Regions from separate parts of the Gossypium hirsutum genome. Here region 2 is linked to region 1. Evidence: chromatin contacts called from public Hi-C data. All regions are on one chromosome and are shown on one strand. Each heading gives the region's core, a stretch centred on a gene start, on an enhancer-like site or on the middle of the called end of the contact. The rest is flanking DNA. Distances are from core to core; before and after follow the strand shown.

Region 1 (4,146 bases), core at 1,007-3,506:
AGGCCAAAAGTTGGCTTATATAGCTTCATAAGAACGACGTCGTTTTGGTTTAAAACAATAGGCCTCAAAACGGCGACATTTCAAAGCTCAGGATCCACGCGTTGACCCGAAACCCGGGTAGGATCCGCGCGTTTTTATTTAAAGGGCTAATTGCCCAATTGATCCTCCCGCATTTTTATTATTTACAATCTCATTTTATTTTGTTTTAATTTAGCCTTGACCTTTTATTTTTATTTCAATTTAGTCCTATTTACTATTTTAAAGCTTATTTCGGGATGATGTCGTTTTGAGATTTGGGTCAAATTGCCCAGTGAGTCCCTCAACTTTTAATGCATGTTTCAATTAGGTTCAAAGTTCATTTTATTTATTTAAAATTAACCCTAGATTTTTATTTAAATTTAATTTTAATCCTTTTATATATATACATTTTACATATAATTTATTTATTTTAAATATTTTATATATATTATTTATACATGTAAAAAATTATTATATTTTTTATTTATTTATGTGATTATTTATCGTATTACTTATATTTCATTGTACATTATATATATATTTTATTATATATTATATTTTATTATATATTGTTCTCTATATTATCTTCATTTTGTTATATATTATTTTATTATTTATTATTTATTAGTATATATATAATTAAAAATTTTATATTACTATTAAAAAATGCATATATCATTATTAAATATTTAATGTCTAATATTTTTAAATTTACTACAAAATTTTGTACCTATTTAACATATTCTTATTTTTTCTAAGTATATTAAATTATTATATCATGTAGCGTATATATATATTAATCATCTCTAAAAAATTCATACATTGTTTTAAATATTTTATTTTTTAAAATACTTCATCTATTTTTTTTTTAAATTTGTATTTGTTTTCTTATCTTTTTTTATTTATATGTTCATGATTTGTTTATTTATTTTTGTATCTTTTTGTATTTATTTAATATTGTTTTAGTATGCTAATGTTATCTCACCAACTATTTGTTATTTTTATGTTATTTGTTGTTTATTATATTTGCATAAAAATTGATTATTAATGTTATTTTAAGTTATATTTGCATAAAATATTGTTATATATTATGTAATTTATATTGTTATATTCATTATGCTATATTTTGCATGAAATATTATTATGTATGTATTATGTAATCTATATTGTTATGTTCATTGTTTTCTGTGATTATATTTGCATGAAATGATAATGTATATTATGAAATTTATGTCATTATTTATCATTTTCTATATTATATTTGCATGAATTGTTAAAGTATGTATCATATAGTTTATATTATTTGGTATCGATACCTTGTAATATGTTAAATACATCATTGTCATAAAATTTATATTTCATTTAATCCAAAAGAATTTTAAAAATAAGGCAATATTTTTGGTATTTAGGAATTCGGGAAGTAGTGCCCTAACATGCTGGGTTGCGATTTCTCGTTTGTCTAAATGTCTAAAATATCCTTCTAAATAGATTTCGTAAATCACGAGATTATTTCAGTTACGAAAGTTTAAAAATATCGTGTCCAATCATGCTGGATGTGATGTTTATACTCTTTTGGAGTGAAGGAATCTTGATTTTTTTTACTCGAATTATTACAGTTTTAAAAAGATCTTATTTCTAAATTCTTTCAAACTTTTGACATTAAGATAAAATTATTCAATTTGGTACCAATTTTGGGCGTTGCGAGGGTGCTAATCCTTTCTCGTACGTAACCGACTCCCGAATCCGTTTTCTCGTAACTTCGTAGACCAAAATGTTTTGTAAGGTGATCCAATCACACCAAAAAAAGTTGGTGGCGACTCCCTTTTTCAAAATACCTCCCCTTTAAAAAAAAGTTTCGACAATAATCATTTCTAAAAGGTTGAAATGGATAAGAAGACACTTCTGGATTGGCTTGGGGTCTCCTCTTTTCCTTTGTCTTCCATAGGTTTTCTACATCTGTTTTAATTCTGTTACTTATTTTAATCTAGTCCATGATAATGCATTTGGACGGATGGATATGGATAACCAGACATTAAAAAGTGAATGTTTTTAACTTCATATTCATGTGACGCTTTGTTTTCTTGTCTGCTAATAAAATCAATCAATCCCCCTGGAACGAATTGGGTGAAGCCAAGAACCAGAAGCAAAAGCAAATTGGATAAGAAAACTATGCCATGTGGTCCAATCCATGTATTGAACCCTTTGTTCCACAGCCTTAGAAATCCAACCATGTGGGGTGTTTCCATTTTTGCCTTGAAAATTGATGCATCCTTGGGGGGGCAGCAGCAATCATCTGAATACAATAATGTTGGCCTCAACTTTACACAATCATAATGCCAATAACATTCATAGCATCCGACTGCTAATAGCAAACAGCTAATGAAGACACCCACAGTCCCCAGATTTTTATGCAGATGGCTTCTCAAATAAAAACTGACCCTAATTGTTGTATGCTTTTGTTTGTTTACCAAAAAAACTACAAGTGGGCAACCCTTCTTTCATATTCTAAGTTCTAGCCTTAAGCCAAAATTATTCCATTTCTCAAACCATGTGATTCATTTGCCTCTTGCCTTAATGTTATTTCTTCTTTTCGAGACAAAACAATCTCAATCCTATATATTTACTTTTGGTCGGTCAAGTTTATATATGATATTAGAATAATTTCTTTAATTTGTAATAGTTAATTTAAATCCGTTTTAGACTCACTTATTTATTTTTGAAAAATATATACTATTTTTAATTAATGTTTAATAATTTTATTTGTATTTTATTAAAGTTTTAAAGTTTGACAACTTAACAAATTTTTTAAAAATTTTTATATTATAAATTTAAGTTTTATGTGATATAAGTTACATAATATATAAAATAAAATAATATATTATAAATTTAAAAGAAGGACTCAGGCTTTGAATATTGAAGTCTAAAATTAATTTGTATTTTTCAATTTCATTTTTTAAATCAACTTTTTTTTATCCAAACCCTTATAAATATTGTGTGAAACTTTGAGTTGAAATATAAAACTTGAAACTTAAACATATTTGCTGATAAGTTAGTGACCTTAAATATTTCTTTTTTTGGATTTTACAGCTGCTTTTTTTTCCTTGCAAAGTTCAAGTAAAACCAAGCATGGGTAGAAGGATGAACTTAAGGTTTGTTTGCTTGGTGTAAAATAATAATTTTTAAAAAATGTATTGATTTTAAAAAAAAATTAAAATTTTTTAATGTTTGAATAATTTTGTGTAAAATACCTTTTGCTATTTGGTAAATTTTTTTAAATTATTTTTTAAAAATTATTTTCAGTGAAACAAATACAGTATTAATGAGAACTTTTTCATAATTGATCTAGAAAATAAAATTTAATTACCAATTAATTGAAATAATAAACAACATTGATTTGAAATGATTTTTTTATAATAATATAAAAAATTAAATTAAATTAATATGTATAACGTTTATATCATAACTAGAAAAATAATCAAATGCATAAATTAAACTATAATTATATAGTTCATAGCAATATAACCTAACAACAATACCTAGGTGTATAATTAGAGCAACACCAAAATTATCCACAAGCTTAAAGCAACAATAGCATGAAAAAAAAGCATAAGGAAAACACCGTGAACTTCGAAATGGGAAATCTCAAATCTAAGATCTGAAAAATGAAAAAAAATGATAATCAACTTATTAATGACTTAAAATAGCATGAGAAATGAAAAAAGATTGAAGTACATAGATCGTTATCTAAAAATAGCATATATAATATTTTTCACTGAATTACTTCAAAACCTTAATTTTTTTTTATTTCAAATTTATATAAAAGTAAAAAATATGACGACTTGAATATCAATTCAACTAATAGTTAGTGTGGCACAAACGAAACGAGAAATAAAAGGTAGTAGGAATCGCTATCTGAATATTATAGTTGAAGAGGAGTCAAATTATGGATCCCCGTACCGTTGTAGGACCACCCTCCTTATCACAAACCAACATCCATCCCTGACATGGGTGCTTGCTCTCATCATGGTTTTGCAAATATATTAGATTTATATATTTCTTGTTGTAATTGTGTTTAGAGGTTTCATTTTAATTCTCTTCTAAATATAAAAATTATAAATTAATATAGTA
Region 2 (4,146 bases), core at 848-3,347, 220 kb after region 1:
GTTCGTGAATATGTTCGATTAAGTTAAATGAACACGTTCGCGACCATTAAACAAACGAACATTAACAAAAAATTGAAATTTTTAATGAACATAAACTGAACACGAACAAGCTTAAAGTAAACAAACAAACATGAACAGAGATTTGTTCGTTCAAACTCGGTTCATTTATAGCCCTACTTGTGTGGTGAAAAAAATAAAAATATATGAAAAAATTATTTAATCAATTTTTTAAAAAATTAATTATTATAAAGTAGAGGAGAAATTCACTTACATTGATGTGAAATTAAAGTGGCTTTACACTCTTTTGTAACTTTTGTATAATTAATTTTTTAGCAATCTAACTATTTTATTTCATGCTTTATATTCATGTAGATTATACATGTTAAGTTTAATATAAATTAAGAAAAATCTAATGATTCGTTTTATGTAAAAAAGTTTTAACTATTTTTTTTTACAATTATATTTATAAGTTCAATAATTAAATTGTTAAAATATTAAAGGTAAACTACACCCAAGGTCACTCTAAAATAATATTTTTCCTATTTTGGTTACACTAATTTTTTTTTAAGTTACTCACTCTAATTAAGATAATTGTTCGAACTAGTCACCGTCGTTAAAAAATTTATTAATTCACTAATAGATTGCTGACATGGCACCCTAGCCAATTGAACGAACCATGACATGGGCACTTTTTTTAACTTTTGCCTAAAGTTTAAGGACTTATATGTAATTATTCCAATTTTTTTCTGTTCCTTCTGTAACCTGTCCACCATCAGGGAAACCAGTTGGTGGCGACAATGGCGGCACCAGCGAGGATCCTCCGCAAAGCGCCAATACCCGCCCATGAGGAAGGAAGCGACGCCGCTGAGTGATAATGAAAGGACGTCGATGGCGCTTGCACTGGTTTCTCTCAAATTAAAATACCATACCATTGACAATTCTTTTGTTTCTTCCATTTTTCAAATGCAAAACTTTGAATTTTCTGACACTTACTGATAACTAATATCTTTAATTTGTTTGGGCATGTATTAATTTCATTATAATTGCAATTGTTTTACTGCAATTATTAACTTGAAATTCGTTGATGCTGAAGGGAAAGAAGTATCTTCTTCTTCTTTGAACAATAGCTCTTAGTTTGGTAATTGTTTCTACCTTAGAAACTTTACATTGTACTTCTCTATCATCTTACCTGCAGCATTAATGATACCAATTATGATTCTGCAAGTAGCAACTCCCATATTGTTCAAATTGATACCTAATATGATGAATTTGGGTGTTCTTTTGCACTGGTTTCCCTCAGAGAGCAACTCAAATAATGAGATTTCTCGCTTTTCTCTATGATTCAGTTTGTATACATAATTACAGATGTTTCAACACATGGATGGATCATCATCATTAACTATCTAGCACATGGATGAATCTTTCCCGGTTGTTGAAACTTGAGTATTCACAATTAGTCTTTTTTAATTTTGGAAGTATATAGTTATTTAAATCCCACTCAAAATTTTGGAGGAGAAAGTTTCCATCAATGAAGCACTCAACAAGCATTGGGATCCGATATTTTGGCCTGTATGAAATGTGCCATCGAAGACGAGGTCGACATCCTCTTAGTGGCAGCACTCCCTTCCTCACGAGCAGGTATTGGCGCTTTGTCGAGGATCCTCACCACCAACTAGTTTCCAGATGGATAAGAAGGACAAGTTTCAGAGAGAGAAGGGAAAGAAATATATAGATATATATTTTTTGGCATAATTACATATAGGTCCCTAAGCTTTAATTAAAAATAAAAATGTACCATGTGTCACTATTAATTTGGCTAATGTGTTACGTGAGCAATCCATTAGTAAATTAACAGATTTTTTTAATGACAATAATTAGTTCAAATAATTATCTTAATTAGAATGATTAAATTGAGAAAAAAATTAGAATAATCAAAGGGACATGGAGTGTGATTTACCCTTGGGTGTAGTTTACTCAAATCTTAATTATATAAAAAAGTGGAACGGGAAAAAAGACCAAGGTCGACGGAAACTGTCAGCCTCATGCTATGAAAATCCCTCACTTTAAGAATAGGCCCATGGGTTCACCCATTGTTATAAAGCCTGCAACCTATTTTCACTGTTAATGGGCCCATTCAAGTGCAATAATGGCCCACTCACCCTCCTACCCTCTTATTACTATGAGTTTCTCGTCCAATGAAATTTTAAAAAGGAAAAGAAATTTACTATCAACGTATAAACTTTATTATATATTATCAAGTAATTTAAAATTTTATGGATGTAGCAAAAACTTTTGGAAAATTATTCGGTATAACGTTAGCAGAGTTTTTAAACTCTACAAAGTGCAGTTAAATATTGATAAATTTTTTATAGGAGTATAGTAAATTATTAAAAATATGTATTTTAAAAAAGAGACACATATTAATTTTTTAAGGCTATTTTTCAAATAAAAAATATACTACCAGTATACCAAATACTCACACAAAACTTCTAGGTATATATGTGTTTTCAACATCATTAAAACTACTTAAAAAATTATTAGTATCTTATACATTACCGATAAGAGTTAAAACACTCCACAAACGGGTCTAGATTGATGCAAAGTGTTTTTAGAGTGTATTAAAATAATAATAATAAAATAATTAAAAAAAACATTTGACATTTTCCTAAATCCGCTTGTAAAATTTTTTAACTCCACTAACAATAAATAAAATAATTACCTTAAAAAAACACTTAGTTGAGATTTATGCTCATATTCAAAAAAGTTTTATTTTATATTATAACATATATTTCTTTTCATTAATTTGTCCCTTTTAGGTGTAACGTTGATTTAATATTTGTATTTAGTAAGATGGTAAAATTCGAACATTTTATATAGTGATAAAAATGTAATAATATAATATAGAAAAAAAATCTTATATTTTATATTTATTTTTTAAGAATTTTTTTAAATATTTATTTGACTTAAAAAAATTTAAAAATATTAAAAATAAATAGTAAAAATTAAATTAAAAGGAAGCGAGATAGACTGAGGTAAAAATGAATACATGCAACATCCATGGAGATAGTAGTAATAATTTTTAAAATTATATATTCATAATGAAGGAGAAGTAGTGATGAAATATAGTATACCAATTATATAAATTTAACAATATTTACTTTTAAGTAAAAAAAAATAATGATTATTATAACAGAAACGTTTAAAAGATATAATGTTTATTAACAGACATATTGATTAGGAGTTTGAAGGGTTATGGTACTTATACTACCATGTTGGGACCATATTTTCATCATTAAACATTCACAATATAACAAATTCATGTAACTTAAGGCTTCACCTAATGATTGATTATTATATCTACAATGGAGAGGTTTTTGTAAAAAATAATTTTCTTCGCTATTATAATTATATTAAACTACCAATTAAATATTTTTTCAGTTTAAATGTCACAAATTAATTATCAAAGTTGTTAATATATGATTTCAGAAAATAAATAATTGGTTATGGGAGTCCAGATTAAGAATCTATCACATTTCTTTAATTTATATTTATGATTTTTAAACATTAAATTATTGATTTTTTTTTTAATAAAGCTTACATTTTGTAAAGATTCAACACACATCATCACCTCACGCAGGTAGAATTTCAGATTGATAAGCAAAGATTACACAGTTAGTTTGCAGCAACACTCATCCATCCCTCCATCACTTACCATGCATGCATTACTCTTATGGTTAAACATGACGACAACACATGGCTTCTCAGACAATATTAGAACAAGGATTTCTTCTTAAATTTGAAAACTAAATGGAAAAAGGAATAGCTTTGGGGGTGAATCCATTAATGGCAGCATTTATTCCATTTCATTTTTACCAACTGATGAAACCCTGTAATGCAAAAAAACCCCCAAGGGATTTTCTTTTATGTGTTGTTTTCTTTACAGCACCTGATTCTTACAATGGGAAAATTCTTGGTCCCCAGACAACAATATTAATGTCTTAATTTTCATTCATGTTCGTATATAATAGTCTGGACATGACTAAAAGTGCTAACAATAGTAACCCCCTGGAAAGGTTGTTTATATATAGTTGGCCTATCAACATCTAAAGTCAAAATATGTTTATAATATTTTATTTACATTAATCA

The links. A called contact is a pair of places that touch in the nucleus more often than the background predicts.
Region 2: a contact with region 1 is called in a Hi-C map of leaf, with 5 times the contacts expected there. The contact joins two enhancer-like sites. A contact is called at or near these places in 2 of 34 Hi-C or Micro-C datasets (leaf and seedling).

What each region holds. Positions count from the first base shown.
Region 1 is chrA13:19,371,030-19,375,175 of Gossypium_hirsutum_v2.1, forward strand. No RefSeq gene overlaps it. Among protein-coding and RNA genes, the nearest start is that of LOC107941644, 26 kb to the left of the region's middle. Within about 2 kb of position 2,257, at least 3 of the 9 cell types and tissues checked have an H3K27ac peak or open chromatin away from gene starts, as enhancers often do. A contact at or near this core is called in leaf, where this site is marked.
Region 2 is chrA13:19,588,889-19,593,034 of Gossypium_hirsutum_v2.1, forward strand. No RefSeq gene overlaps it. Among protein-coding and RNA genes, the nearest start is that of LOC107919874, 14 kb to the right of the region's middle. Within about 2 kb of position 2,098, at least 2 of the 9 cell types and tissues checked have an H3K27ac peak or open chromatin away from gene starts, as enhancers often do. A contact at or near this core is called in leaf, where this site is marked.